Linked DNA regions of Mus musculus: regions 2, 3 and 4 are each linked to region 1. A link is a contact called in public Hi-C, HiChIP or PLAC-seq and promoter capture Hi-C data. All regions are on one chromosome and are shown on one strand. Each heading gives the region's core, a stretch centred on a gene start, on an enhancer-like site or on the middle of the called end of the contact. The rest is flanking DNA. Distances are from core to core; before and after follow the strand shown. Region 1 holds the start of Zfp84 (zinc finger protein 84). Region 2 overlaps Zfp14 (zinc finger protein 14). Region 3 holds the start of Sipa1l3 (signal-induced proliferation-associated 1 like 3). Region 4 holds the start of Zfp82 (zinc finger protein 82).

Region 1 (3,495 bases), core at 56-2,555:
ATAATTTCTGCAGGAACTGGCCAGGTGCAGTATTAAAGTCCATTAGCCCACTTAAGCTGCTATAACAAAATACCAGAGACTAGCTTATAAATAACAAACTTATTTCTCTGTTGTGGTGGCACTGACAAATTAGGTGTCTAGTGAAAACCGATTTCCCCGGTCCCCAGATGGAGTCTCTGGACTGCACTCTCACCTAGAGAAGGCAGGTAGCTCCAGGGAGCCAGGGCACTACTCCCATTTAATTACCTTCAAAAAGCCCCCACCTTCTAAACCCACCACACCGAGGACTAGTTTTGTAACTATAAACTGGACAGGGTGAAGATGGGGTACAACGGAGACTCCGTGTGCTCACTATGTCTGCTTCTTGACAGAAAAGCCTAGAGCTGAGGAAGTTGTCTTTTTAGAACCTGAAGTGGATCACCCAGAATCATGAACTTCAAATTCTGACTTCTCTAGTGGTAGTCAACAGAGGCTAAGATTTTCTAAGAGTTCCCTAAACAAGGCTAAATGGCTACTCGGAGGGTGTGACACAAAAGTAGGAACCCACAGTAATTACGTTTTTTCAAATACAATTTCTATACACTCATCCGTTTCTGAGACAGGATTTCACTATGTGGGTCCCGGTAGCCTGGAACTCACTATGTTCCCACGGCTGTCCTCAAAGTCACTGACTTCCAGCTTCCGCAGCTCGAGTGCTGAAATTATAGATGTGGGTCACCATATCTAACTCCTAACTACAGTTAAAAGTCATGCTGATTGGTAAACTGATCTATCTTGAACACAGAAATCCTTACCGTCTCTACTATTTAGCTTTCTCCCCCCTCCCCCCAAATTTTCAAATAAACTTGACATAAATGGTGTCCCGCACCTCCCGCCCCCGACTTTGCGTTGCAAGACTAGAGGATCTGGTAACCACCTACTACCCACGTTCTGCTGACTTCGCGCACTCTCTCTCTCTCACCCTCCTGTACAATCCACATCCTCCAAAAACCTTTTCGCCCATGCAGTCACACTCCCGCCGCCTTAGTCCCTCTTTAAGCCTCTAGCGCCATCCCGGAAACCGGGTGGGTCCCCTAGAGCCGGCCTGCAGCCAGCGACCAACAAATACAGGCCTTAAGGACTGTATTTACACAAAGCACTTAAAACCAAGGGCAGACTCACTTCAAAAGTATAAACTGCGATCTCACGGCTTCGAACTCGGACGACCAGCGAATACCGACCAGGACAGTACCGGGTTAGGTCGGGTAGGGCACTGAGATGATCCGGAACAACCTCTTTCCAGCCACTTCCGCCATGTGGCTGAGCATTTATAGTGGACTACATTTCCCAGAAGGCGGTGCTACTTCTAGAGTCTGCAGGAGAGTTTCAGTGTGCGAGAGAGGAAGTAGAGATCTGTTGAAACTAGAGAACGGACGATTAGTTTTCTAAAGGGGGAATTTCCCAAGGATCCAAGGCTTGAAGTCTCTGAAACTTAAGCAGTTTCGGCTCTGTGGTGGGGGTGGATCTTTACTCCAGCTACAGAAGCGAGGCAAGAACCCGAGCAAGTGATCCAGCTCAGGACTACATTTCCCAGAAGACATCACAGACCGCGTTCTCGGTAAAGAACTCATCCTGCTATTGACAGTCGGATATATGAGGGCTCTTAAGAGCTTCTCCAGTGTGGTGTTCCAAGCTCCCTGAAGGAATGAGACAAGGCTGTTAGGACTGGGAACGACTGGATAGGGCAAAGATCGCCCTATCTTTACTGGAATATTTAGTCTACTTACCACTCGATAGCCACAAATTTAAATGTGCTGCATTAGCCTGGGTTGAGCATTGCATGTTTGTAATCCCAGCACTCAGGAGGCAGAAGCAGGAGAATCAAGAGTTTTAATGCCCGCCTCGGTTACATAACAAGTTTGAAGCCATGGTTACCTAACGACCTGTGTCCATAAAGGAAAATAAACAGAGAGATGGTTCAGTTCTTAAGAGCATCGTCTGTTCTGTTCCAAGCACTTATGTTGGGCCAATCATGAACATTTATGTTGGATCAAATTTTATGGAATTCCATATGTATGTATGTATATGTATATATATATATATATATATATATATTCTCACTCATATAATGAGAATTCAATGTCGATCATACTGGCTTCAAACTCTGGCCCATGTCTCTGCCTTCTGTTTGCTATGATTAAAAGTATGCATCACTGTGCCTCAAGTCTTGGTGGATTTTGTTATTGTTGGTTGATTTTGTTGTTGTGGAAGCAGAGTTTTATTAGGAAGACTGTCTCCGGGGGGAAGAGAGAGAGAGAGAGAGAGAGAGAGAGAGAGAGAGAGAGAGAGAGAGAGAGAGAGAGAGAGAGAGAGAGAGAGAAGAGAATATCTCGCTCACAAGATCTAGGTTTACCGGCAGCCTGAAACCCAGATTCCGCTTTTTGGATTTCTAGGTTCCTGGTCTTTCCGGGACCTCCTGGGACCCTTTCTAGACAGAATTCCCAGAGGAATTCTCCGTGAATCGGCTTAGAGCAGATGTTGTGGCAGGGGTTACACGAAGGAGGATTTGGTGCCCTGGCTTGTTTTTCCCACAAGGCACTGCGGCTTGGACTCCTCGGTTTGAACTACATTTCCCAGAAAACAACGGGTGCAAGCAATTTACAGTTCAGCCCCAGTCCCCAAACACCCCGCAGGGTTCTCAGTGCTCGGCAAAATGAATTCAACCTAAATCCAAGGGCGGTGACAGGAGGAGGGCTCTAAACAAATGTTTCAAATTTGGAGTTCCTGATTTGGACATGGAGAAGCCGCCAGTTGTTACTGGAATGTAGGCCTGTGGGTTAGTGAAGAGCACAGGAGCACTTTGTGTGTCTGTGTGAAGGAATGTGCGGGAGCGCGTGCATGTGTGAAAGGAGGAGAAGGGGTTGGAAGAGAAAGACAGAGGAAAGAGGCAGAGACAACGGGTGGTGGGTAAGATGGGAAGGGCTGGGATGTTTCTTCTGAATTGGAAGCACAGTGAGAAGCTGTGACCAGTGGGTGACATTACAGGCCGTGAGGGACAAGTCTTTGCTTGGGCTGCTGTAGTTCTATGTGTCAGTGACCCACCTAAGTTCCTTACTGTTTTCACCACTCGTTCTCCTCACGTTGACTTCTTGGGGCTGACACTGAAAGGTCTGTGAGAGGGAAGACATAAGCTAATCCCTAGATTAAGTTTTTCAGCAAGAAGACACAGCATTGTTAACAGTGGGAGGCATGGGATGCTGGTGGACCAGTCTCGTTCGTACAAGTCTCAGAGTCCCTGCTCTGTAAACCTGAACAGACAGCATCCAGTTGTTATGACTAAAGAAGCTCGTTTATACTGTGCAACCATCTTGGTACCCACCAACCAATTGTCTCTGACTCCAGTCCCTGGAAGATAAGTTCTGATTAACCCCGACTCAGTGACACCCACCCCAAAATGTAACTGCTTTATTATTTTTATTTCTTTTTCAGCTCCTGTAAAAGGAAGGGCAGTGGAAG
Region 2 (3,400 bases), core at 299-2,798, 270 kb before region 1:
AATAAATACCGTGCACACACAAATAAATAAAGAAGCTTTATAGTCAATATATGCCCAGATTGGTATATTTTCTCTTTAAAAAAAAAAATATGTAAGTACACAGTTGCTGTCTTTAGACACACCAGAAGAGGGCATTAGATCCCATTACAGATGGTTGTAAGCCACCATGTGGTTGCTGGGAATTGAACTCAGGACCTTTGGAAGAGTAGTCAGTGCTCTTAATCACTGAGCCATCTTTCAAGCCCAGTTTGCTGTATTTTCTCTTTCTTTCTCTCTCTCTCTCTCTCTCTCTCTCTCTCTCTCCCTCCCTCCCTCCCTCCCTCCCTCCCTCCCTCCCTCCGTCCCTCTCTCTCTCTCTCTCTTTCTTTCTTTCTTTCTTTCTTTCTTTCTTTCTTTCTTTCTTTCTTTCTTTCTTTCTTTCTTTCTTTTGGTTTTTCGAGACAGGGTTTCTCTGTATAGCTCTGGCTGTCCTGAAACTCACTCTGTAGACCAGGCTGGCCTCGAACTCAGAAATCCGCCTGCCTCTGCCTCCCGAGTGCTGGGATTAAAGATGTGCACCACCACGCCCTGCTCCCTTAAGCAATTTTAATCAGTAAATGCAGAAGAAAAAAAATAGAATTGAGGGATTCACTGTTTTCTAGATTCTAGTGCCATGATGTGCCCAGAAGGATCTTTGTTGAATCCTAGACTGGGCCACAGAGGAGGGCTATGTCTAAAGTGAAGGAGGGAAAATCAACAAAAGAAAGGCAGTTGACAAAACCAGGTGTAGTGGTGCCCAACTTTAATCCAGTACTCAGAAGGCAGAAACAGGCAAATGTATGAGAGTGTGAGGCCAGCCTGGTCTACAGAGTGACTTACAGGACAGCCAAACCTACACAAAGGAACCCTGTCGGAAAAAAAATTATTTATATATATGTATGTATGTATATATATATATATGGACCTGACAGAATTTAGAGCAGCAAAACATTGCGAGTGACTGAATGGGTTGTTTGATCATGGAGGGCGATTGTTCCATGTCTTTTGTATGTGCTTGAAATATCAATATTTTAAAAAACAAAACAAATTGGAAACTAGTTGGGAAGTAAGCTGTCTGCATATCTACGCTGGTTAAATGCCACCAAAGCAACGTGAAGGCAAGTGACAGCCTTTGATTATCAGGGGAGTTCTCTTTATGGACTTGCCACATAAAATAGGTGTTGACCATCAAGAACCATAAATAAATAAATCCAGTGCCAAACCAAGCACAAGCTTTAGGAAATAGCTCATAACAAAGTTTTTCAAATTATCTTCATGTTAAAATAAGCTTGGTTATATACATTTATATTAGGTGTGCAGTCGCATCTGTGCTGCCCGCACTCAGAAAGCCAATACAGGAGATACTGGAATTTAATCCCCTCTCAACAAACAGTAACAATGATGACAATAAAAACTAGACCACCTGAGGGAGATGGCTCAGCAAAGTGCATGCTGCTACAGCATGGTGTCTTGGGATCTCTGGCAACGATGGAGAAATGAGGCGAGGTCTTTTCATCTGCCGATAACCGCAGCACAGGGCAGTGGTGGCGTGTGTGGCACTGATGGATCCCTGTCTGGCCATCACTGAAGCTCCCGGTTCAGTGAGAAATCCTGTCACAAACAAGGTGAGCGGGGCATGGTGATGCACACCTGTGACCCCAGCACCCCAAGACAGAGGCAGGTGGATGGCTGAATTTGAAGACCCTGGTCTACATAGGAATCCCAGGCCAGTTGGGGCTCCATGATGAGAGAGTGAGACTGTCTCGAGGTGGAAAGCTGCTGAGGAAGCCATCTGATGTCAGCTTCCCATCCCCTCAGCTCTACACTCGCGCACGCGCACACGCGCAGCACGCGCGCAGGCGCACCAAACATGGGGGGGTGGGAAGCTCTGAAAAGCAGTATCTAGACAAGCTTCATGCTTCCAAGCCATGTCTTTTGTGATGGGAGTGGCACTGTTAGAAGGTGTGGCCTTGTTGGAGTAGGTGTGTCACTGTGGGTGTGGGCTTTAAGACCCTCATCCTAGCTGCCCGGAAGCCAGTATTCTGCTAGCAGCCTTCAGGTGAATTTGTAGAACTCTCAGCTCCTCCTGCACCATGCCTGCCTGGATGCTGCCATGTTCTCGCTTTGATGATAATGAACTGAACCTCTGAACCTGTAAGCCAGTCCCAATTTAAATGTTGTCTTTATAAGAGTTGCCTTGGTCATGGTGTCTATTCACAGCAGTAAAACTCTAAAACATCTCCCTACGGTCTAAGTGAAGAGCTGTAAAACTTTACCTCCTAGTGTATAAAATGAGGACATGATCACTCCCAGGTGTGGCTGAGGAGGTGTTTATTGTAGATAAGAGGGAGAGCACAGCCAGAGGCATCTGGAAGAGTCCAAAGCAGGGAGAGAAAGTACACTATACACGGACAGTAGACTGATCTGGGCCATGAGAGGAGAGAGACGGGAAGAGAGAGAAGATCAAGCAGACGGAGAGAGGACCAAAACGGTGCATGGCAGTCTGGGTTCTGTAAGTAAGCCGAGCAAGCTGTGAAGAGCAAGCCAGTAGACAGCACCCTCCATGGTCGCTGCATCAGCTCCTGCCTCCACTTCCTACTGTACTTGAGTTCCTGTCCTGACTTCCTTCAGTGATTCACAGCAACACAGAAGTGTAAGCCAAATAAACCTTTTCCTCTCCAAATGGCCTTTGATCATGGTGTTTCACCACAGCAATAATAATCACGAGTAAGGCAGATGGCTATATGCATAGCTCTGAGCATATTAAAGAATTTGAGTAGCCGGGTGTGGTGGCACATGCCTTTAATCCCAGCACTCGGGAGGCAGAGGCAGGCGGATTTCTGAGTTCGAGGCCAGCCTGGTCTACAAAGTGAGTTCCAGGACAGCCAGGGCTACACAGAGAAACCCTGTCTCAGAAAAACCAAAAAAAAAAAAAAAAAAAAAAAAGAATTTGATAATTTATAATTAACTTGATAATTATCTTTAACACTTTACAAGTTAGTAGCTTATATAAAGTTAGGATTTTACAATTTTATCTATGTTAAGTTTTAGCCTTAAAATTTTGAATTGAAAATCCGTTGGCATTAAAACCAAACTTTAAACGATAAATACAGTTGTAAAGACAAAGAGGCTGACCAGGAGTGGGGTATTGCTGTGATACGCCTGACCATGTTTTTATAAGAAGAAGAAAAAAAAAGACAAAGAGGCTGGAAATATATCTTCAAGTCAATTTCTGCCCTGAATAGACGTTAGGAATTTATAAAGTTTACTTATAAGCACATGTTGTTCCTTATTTAAAAATTTATAGAAGTCTGCTGTTGAACACAGCAGAGATATTTGTGGTTAGACATACACCTCTGAGCCAGCTGTTATTAATCTGAGT
Region 3 (3,160 bases), core at 44-2,543, 260 kb after region 1:
GCTTGTTTTTTCGAGACAGGGTTTCTCTGTGCAGTCCTGGCTATCCTGGAACTCACTCTGTAGACCAGGCTGGCCTCGAACTCAGAAATCCTCCTGCCTCTGCCTCCCAAGTGCTGGGATTAAAGGTGTGTGCCACCACTGCCCGGCTTCATTTGGCTCTTCTGAGCCAGGGTTTGATGCTGATAGCCAGTCTGGCCTTATTGCAGCAGTTCCTCTTGCCTCAGTCTCCCAAATGCAGGGCGTACAGGCAGGTGCATCACACCTGGGAGTCTGTACTTTGCCATCAGACGTCTGGAGGTTAAGTCTGGAGTTTAGGCTGTAACTGTGAGCCAGGTGTTTTCCATTTTGAAGGCCCAGGTGTGAGCAGCCTGTGATAACACAGCTGAGAGTCATGGAACTGTTTTGGTTGTTCTTTGGGTTTTGTTGTTGTTGTTGTTGTTGTTTTTGTTTTTCTGTTTGTTTTTTTGTTTTGTGACAGCCTCCTGTAGCTCAGGTTGGTCCCTGAACTCACTATGCAGCTTTGAATGACCTTGAAATCCTGTCTGACTTTTCCAATTCGAAGATCATAGTCATAAGCTATTGAGCTCCATCTGTTACTGAGTGTTTGATGGGCCAGAGCCATGACCTCACTGGCTTTCTCTCCCAGGGTGGACACTAGACTCTTCACAAGGGCATATTCGCATAACAGTCAAAAGCTGGACTCTTGAGATATACTGCTTGGGTTGAACCCCCACTTGCTATGTGACCTCCGTCCTGTGACTTCTGTTCAACACTATCTGTAAAATAGGCGTGACCGTAGTTCCGACTTAAAGGCCCTGGAGAGACTGTAGTGTTTAGAGCAGCACCCTCCCAGAGCTGTGCTTCCAAGGCTGGGTGGAAGAGTCTGCCACAAGGTTTAATCATTAAGCCTCCAGCCTCTGCAGCCGGCACTGTCTGCAGAGGTGAGGGGCCCACCTGTGGGTAGGAAGGTTGTGAATGAAGCTGCGGGGCTTAGGGCAGGGATGCTGTGGCGCTGATCCAGCCCTGGCTCAGCACCGAGCAGGTGGCCTGTAACAGGCAGGCTTTGTTACCTCCGAGCTTTCTCCCAAACTCATTCAGACCCAAGACCACGTGTCTGATGAGTAAGGAATCCTGTTATTTCCCTTCCCCAAAGGGAATATTGGCAGAACTGGCTCTTTGGGGATGTGCCTGTGTGCAGAGAGCAGCCATCTCAGGGGAACTCCGGTAAGCTGGCGTGGCCTGAAGGCCACTGAATAAGTCGTTAGAAGCTGGCACTGCTGGTTCCTATTTCCGCATTCCAGACACCCACAGCGCAGGAGGAGGCACCACCCCAGGTCGGCCTAGGGAGCTGGGGCAGGTGGCTCTTGCCTAGGGAAAACCTGGGACAGGAGCCACACCTGGGGCCAACCTAGTAGCCACCTTCCTGGAGTGTGATCACGGCTGTGTTCCGGGACTCCTGGTAGGTGAGCGATGTCTCCTCACTTCGGTAGCACCTTCCAGAGAAAGTTAATAATCTGATTCTTCTTTGAGGGAAAGCTAGCTTCTCTCTCTCTCTCTCTCTCTCTCCCCCTCCCTCGCTCCCTCCCTCCCTCCCTCCCTTCCTCTCTCTCCCTCTCTCTCTCTCTCACCCCCTCTTCTCTTGTGAAGTGTTTACCTATCTGTTCCTAACCTGAAGAAAGGTTGGCCCAGTGTTGAGCAAATGAGAAGATGGAGGCCACGGACTCCCAGGGAAAGAATAGATGACTGTAGCTGAGCCCCTGCTGTCTGCAGACTTTGTTACCAGGGGCTGTGGTGCCCCAGCCCAGTATGTATGCTGTGTGGTCTTGGTAAATCCTGTACCCTCCTGGGCCTCAGTTTCCTCTTTTGGGGGAAACAGGAAGTAGTGGTAGTACCCACTGAGTTGTCATGCCAAGTGCCCCAGCTCCTCTGACCCTGCGCCTGTGGACTGCAGCTCAGGCCCCTTGCTCCCTGCTCTGGCCTCTCCCTGGCTGTGTCCTCTGCCTGTGGATGTAGTTGGGGTGGCATGTCCACCTGCCTTCCCACACTCACGTAGCCGTTCTCAGGACTAGCCTTCCAAAGCCACCCCCTCCTCAAGTCTCTGCTCAGATGTTCCCAACCCAGGGTGCCTTCCTCTCAGTCACCCTGGAGCCACCTCCTTCGCTGGATTTTTCTTCCACCTGCATCTCAACTGTTGGCTTCCTGGGAGCGCAGGCCAGGCCTTGGTCCTTCTAGAACAGTGCCTAGCCTGTAGCGGGGGTGGGGTGGGGTGCAGCTTCAGTTATGACATGAATGAATTTATGCTACTAGATGGCCCATTGGTGGATGGACGGCTAGCTGTTCTCACTTGGGACTGACTAGAGTGCCACCAGCGTTTCCAGGAAGCCATGGCAGTGGTTGGTGTGACCTGTCACCTCTCTCTCTGGTCTCTCTGTGGTCATGCAGCCATTCTTGGGGTCTGTCAGCCTCAAGCTGCTGGCTTCCTGGCCCCCAATCCCTTCAGGCGTCACAGCCTGGAAGCTGACAGTGGCTCATTTGGGCATTTTGGGCACATGGCATGACAGAGAAAGTGTGGTACCAGCGAATTAGAGAATAGTGGGGTAATCTCAGTAAGAGAGGATTTGTGCGTGCCTGCTATGTATTGGAAAGGTGACATAGCTCCAGGTTTCTGTGGCAGGAAGGCAGGGGAGATAAGAGTGACCTGACCAGCCTTGGTTTATCCTCTCCTCTGCTTTAGTAGGCAATAACTCTTGCTGTGCGCTGAGCAGGTTTTAATTAACCAGTGAGTTGAAGGAATCAGACTGTGTTGTAACTGACACGCTCTCTGTTTCTGGCTCCAGGTAGCAGCGACTGGTGCTGTAAAAATATCCCAGGCAGGCTTCCCCGAGGCGCTCCAGGGAGCCAGGTCAGTGGTCCTCCCTCTCAGGCTTCTCCAGCAGCCCCAAGCTCTGAGGCACCTCACGGGCCCACTGTTGCCATGTGACAGTCATGTGCCCTTCACCCTCCAGAGCCTGTTGCAGTGTGGAAGGCTGCCATGGCAACAGGTCACTGTTCCCTGAGCTCCAAGGAGTATCACTTTGAGGGAAGTTGAGGAAAAGCCATGTCTTGTAATGTGTGAGTCCCTCACTGCCTGAATTCTGGGCTTTAGTTGCCTTTTCTGGAA
Region 4 (3,598 bases), core at 466-2,965, 300 kb before region 1:
CCTCATACACAAGAGAGATCCCTCTGCCTCTCCTCCCAGCGTGAGTGCTGAGATTAAAGGTATGTGCTGCCATGTCCAGCTCCACATTTGATTTCTTTGTTTGTTTTGTTGTTTGTTTGTTTGTTTGTTTCGAGACAGGGTTTCTCTGTATAGCCCTGGCTGTCCTGGAACTCACTTTGTAGACAAGGCTGGCCTCGAACTCAGAAATCGGCCTGCCTCTGCCTCCCACGTGCTGGGATTAAAGGTGTGCGCCACCATGCCCGGCCACATTTGATTATTTTAAGTTTTAGTTTGTACAGCATCCCTGGTGTAGAGGTCACAGGGGAAATTGGTTCTCTCCTTCTCCCATGTGGTTCCCAGAGAATGCACAGCAAACTCCACTGCGCCATCTCTCTGGCTTGAAAGTTATTAATTTTAAAACTAGAAATAAAACAGGTGTGTTTTCTCATGGAAGATTTAAACATAAATAAGACAACAACACCTTTTGACCTTATTTTCCCCAAGAGTAATCATAATCAGTAGTTTATTTCATGAGATGGCAAGTTCTGCCTGAGATCAGTTTTTTTTTTTTTTTAAGAATTATTTATTTATCTATTTATTTTAAAGATTTATTTATTTTTATTGTATATAAGTACACTGAGCTGTCTTCAGACACTCCAGAAGAGGGAGTCGATCATTACAGATGGTTGTGAGCCACCATGTGGTTGCTGGGATTTGAACTTCGGACCTTCGGAAGAGCAGTCGGGTGCTCTTACCCACTGAGCCATCTCACCAGCCCCCGAGTTTTTTTTTTTTTTTTTTTTAATTAATCATGTTTATGTGCTATATAGCATGTTCCATGTGGGAGTGATTCTACCACCTGACTCATTGTTTTATCAGGGTAGGGCTGTGCCTTCGTTAGTCACTGCTTAGTATTCATTGTTATCCCTATTTACTGAAAGGCTTAACTTTCCACAAGCTGTAGCATTAGAGAATATAATTATAGATGATCAATTAATCAGAAATTTAACCATCACGTTTACTTTATATACTTGAGACCAGGTCTTATATAGCCCTGGCTGGCTTGGAACTCACTATGTAACTCAGGCTGGCCTCAAACTTTTGAGTGATTCTTCTGCCTTCAAAGTGATAAGAATATAGGCACATACCAGCTCAACCATTTTATTATTTATTTTCTGGCAATTTAAAAATATAGGAACGAAAGGTATTTAAGTTGATGATCCAGCACTTTAATCCCAGCATTTGGAAGGCAGAGGCAGGAGGATTTCTGAGTTCAAGGCCAGCCTCGTCTACTGAGTGAGTTCCAGGACAACCAGGACTACACAGAGAAACCCTGTCTCTCCAAAAAAAAAAAAAAAATCCTGGTTAAGAAAGAAGAAAATCTTAAGAACCTGGGTAAAAGCAAACTACATGATAGGAATGTCCTTTAAAATCTTATTCTAAGACGTAGTCATTTGCAGTCACCTCCACAACAAACATGACTATATCAAATGCACAAATCTCCAAACGAAAATCCGATTTTCCTCAAATACTTAATCAGAGTTGAGGTTCTGCTCCTCTCCCTGTCCTGGTCCCAAACGGAGCACACAGTGAGTGTGGCGCATGCGCACGCGGTGCGTGCGGCTGTCCCTCCCAGCAGTCCCCGCGCAACGCCCTGTAGGCTCTCGGGGGTCTGGAGATGCAGCCACTGTCACCTCAGCGCGTGGGGCGGGGCAACTGAGCCGAGCCTGGGTCCCAGTTCCGTGAACTTAGTGAAGGTGCTGCAGGGAGCAGGGGGTAAGGGCGGGGACAGGGAGGCCCCGCGCCCCTCATACTGGGTCCGCGCCTCGGCTTGCTGCGTGGGGACCACAGTGGCGAGCTGTGCCTGCTGGGCGTGGCAGGGCGTCGGGGTGGCAGCCACCGCGACTGAGTGCGGCCCGGAAGCCACGGCGTGATGGCATTTGTGCGAGTGAATGGGGTGCAGAGCGGTTGTGTGAGCGAGGTTGCCGAGGTCCTGGTGTGTGTGATTCTGGCCCCAGGCTCGGCTGCGGTGTAGCCACATCAGTCCCAAAGAGGAATGGTTCCCCAGCCATTCACCTGAGCAACACACAAGACTCCCAGTAAACAAAGCAAAGAGCTCCGGGTCTTGAGAGGGGTCTGAAAGATGGTCCCCGATCCCCAACACACACACCCTTGGCTGGTTCCCTGGGGTTACCCCCAACACGCCACACGTGCTCAGATACAGTCACTCGCTGGACAGGCTGTGTGCGATCCACCTAGGGAGCTATTGTAAACTTCCTGGCCATCTGCCGCCCTGGCCTTTCTTAGGTACCAGGGCAGGACAGCTGAACTCGCTCCCGGGTGTGAGTGATGGGTGGTGGTGACCGATTGGTTGTGTCTTGTGCTTTGATTTAACTAGGCTGGACAAGGCTCCGAGAAAAGTTTGGACGTTAACATTCGCTCCTACTCCAGCCTGCCTTTAAGTGCTCACAGGAAGGGGAGGGATAAATCGCTGTTGCCTGTTTAAAAGGTAAGGTCAGGGGGGGTCAATCTTACCTCTTGGATCTGTGAAAGGCACTTTAATTTTTTAGTGGATCAGAACATTTGTTATTTTTAAATGTCTGGTTCTTAGAAACAGAGCCTGACTCCTTACACCACCCAGTGCCTGTACGTACATACGTATCCGCTTTTCAGTGTTTTTTTTTTTGGGGGGGGGGGACAGGACGACAACCCTCCCTCCAAGGAGATCGGGCTTTATTTTTATAGCTGGGTTTTATTTTTAATACTATGCTGTAGAGCTCTTAGAACAGTTGCTGATATTCATAAATACCAAATGCTTAGTAAACAGCAGCTGTTTGTTAATGTGGTGATTAGGGGTGATTCCAACACCAAGGGAGTGGTGTGTATGGGTATCTACTTAATTGTGATGTACATTTATTTTTAAGATTTATTTTTGTAAAAAAAAAAAGGGGGGGGCTGGAAAGATGGCTCAGCGGTTAAGAACACTCTTCCAGAGGTCCTGAGTTCAATTCCCAGCCACCACATGGTGGCTCACAACCATCTGTAATGGGATCTAATGCCTTCTTCTGGTGTGTCTGAAGACAGCTATAGTGCACTCACATACATAAAAAAGTCTTTAAAAAAAATCCGTTTATCCTTCCAGCCTCTGCTCCCAAAATGACAACTCTGGGACTAATTATGTATTATTAAATGCCTTGCTTCAAGACTAGCTTGTAGTTTATTTAACCCATTCAAACTATTCTATGTCTACTAATTGGTTAGTTTACCTTTCCTCAGTGTCGACCTGCTTCTTCTTTAATGTCTCTCCCAGTGTCTCTCTCAGAGCCTCTCTCTGTGCCACCTTTTATTCTCTCACTATTTCCCTGAATCCTCTCTTCCTCCTAGTGTCCCACATCCTTTCCTTTCCTTTTAGATTTATTTATTGGGCTGGAGAGATGGCTCAGTGCTTAAGAGCACTGGCTGCTCTCCCAGAGGTCCTGAGTTCAATTCCCAGCACCCACATGGTGGCTTACAACCATCTGTAATGGGATCCGACATCCTCTTCTGGTGTGTCTGAAGACATCTACAGTGAGATGTGGTGCACTCTTCTAGCCTGCAG

The links. Hi-C and Micro-C count contacts between places; a contact is called where the count stands out from the background. HiChIP or PLAC-seq counts read pairs in DNA pulled down with a chosen protein or histone mark. Capture Hi-C pulls out chosen DNA fragments and counts their contacts.
Region 2: an H3K4me3 HiChIP or PLAC-seq map of embryonic stem cells shows a contact between it and region 1, with 7 times the contacts expected there. The contact joins the enhancer-like site here to the promoter of Zfp84 in region 1. A contact is called at or near these places in 4 of 39 promoter capture datasets (cranial neural crest, liver, pre-B cells and 1 more), 3 of 115 datasets of contacts at active chromatin or transcription factors (bone marrow-derived macrophages and embryonic stem cells) and 3 of 9 other capture datasets (adipose tissue, liver and pancreatic islet).
Region 3: a contact with region 1 is called in a Hi-C map of LSK cells, with 2.3 times the contacts expected there. The contact joins the promoter of Sipa1l3 here to the promoter of Zfp84 in region 1. A contact is called at or near these places in 9 of 39 promoter capture datasets (the 3T3-L1 cell line, the C10 cell line, cranial neural crest and 5 more), 1 of 15 datasets of contacts at CTCF or cohesin (CD8 T cells), 13 of 484 Hi-C or Micro-C datasets (CD4 T cells, CD8 T cells, LSK cells and 8 more), 3 of 115 datasets of contacts at active chromatin or transcription factors (bone marrow-derived macrophages and embryonic stem cells) and 3 of 9 other capture datasets (adipose tissue, liver and pancreatic islet).
Region 4: a promoter capture Hi-C map of adipose tissue shows a contact between it and region 1, with 2.6 times the contacts expected there. The contact joins the promoter of Zfp82 here to the promoter of Zfp84 in region 1. A contact is called at or near these places in 7 of 39 promoter capture datasets (the 3T3-L1 cell line, the C10 cell line, liver and 3 more), 1 of 15 datasets of contacts at CTCF or cohesin (the NIH/3T3 cell line), 4 of 484 Hi-C or Micro-C datasets (CD4 T cells, LSK cells, embryonic fibroblasts and 1 more), 7 of 115 datasets of contacts at active chromatin or transcription factors (the 230-238 cell line, bone marrow-derived macrophages, cardiomyocytes and 4 more) and 4 of 9 other capture datasets (adipose tissue, liver, macrophages and 1 more).

The regions. Positions count from the first base shown.
Region 1 is chr7:29,766,362-29,769,856 of GRCm38.p6, reverse strand. It overlaps Zfp84 (zinc finger protein 84), which reads right to left and starts at 1,305. Exons shown (of 5, transcript NM_023750.2): 1 at 1,162-1,305. It overlaps Gm38983 (a long non-coding RNA gene), which reads left to right and starts at 1,604. Exons shown (of 2, transcript XR_881933.3): 1 at 1,604-2,803; 2 at 3,469-3,495.
Region 2 is chr7:30,033,004-30,036,403 of GRCm38.p6, reverse strand. Zfp14 (zinc finger protein 14) reads left to right here. Exons shown (of 5, transcript NM_178733.5): 5 at 1-45. Among named protein-coding and RNA genes, the nearest start is that of Zfp14, 17 kb to the left of the region's middle. Within about 2 kb of position 1,548, at least 10 of the 459 cell types and tissues checked have an H3K27ac peak or open chromatin away from gene starts, as enhancers often do. A contact at or near this core is called in embryonic stem cells, where this site is marked.
Region 3 is chr7:29,503,593-29,506,752 of GRCm38.p6, reverse strand. Sipa1l3 (signal-induced proliferation-associated 1 like 3) reads left to right here and starts at 1,293. Exons shown (of 23, transcript NM_001081028.1): 1 at 1,293-1,459; 2 at 2,838-2,902.
Region 4 is chr7:30,070,940-30,074,537 of GRCm38.p6, reverse strand. Zfp82 (zinc finger protein 82) reads left to right here and starts at 1,715. Exons shown (of 7, transcript NM_177889.5): 1 at 1,715-1,757; 2 at 2,399-2,509.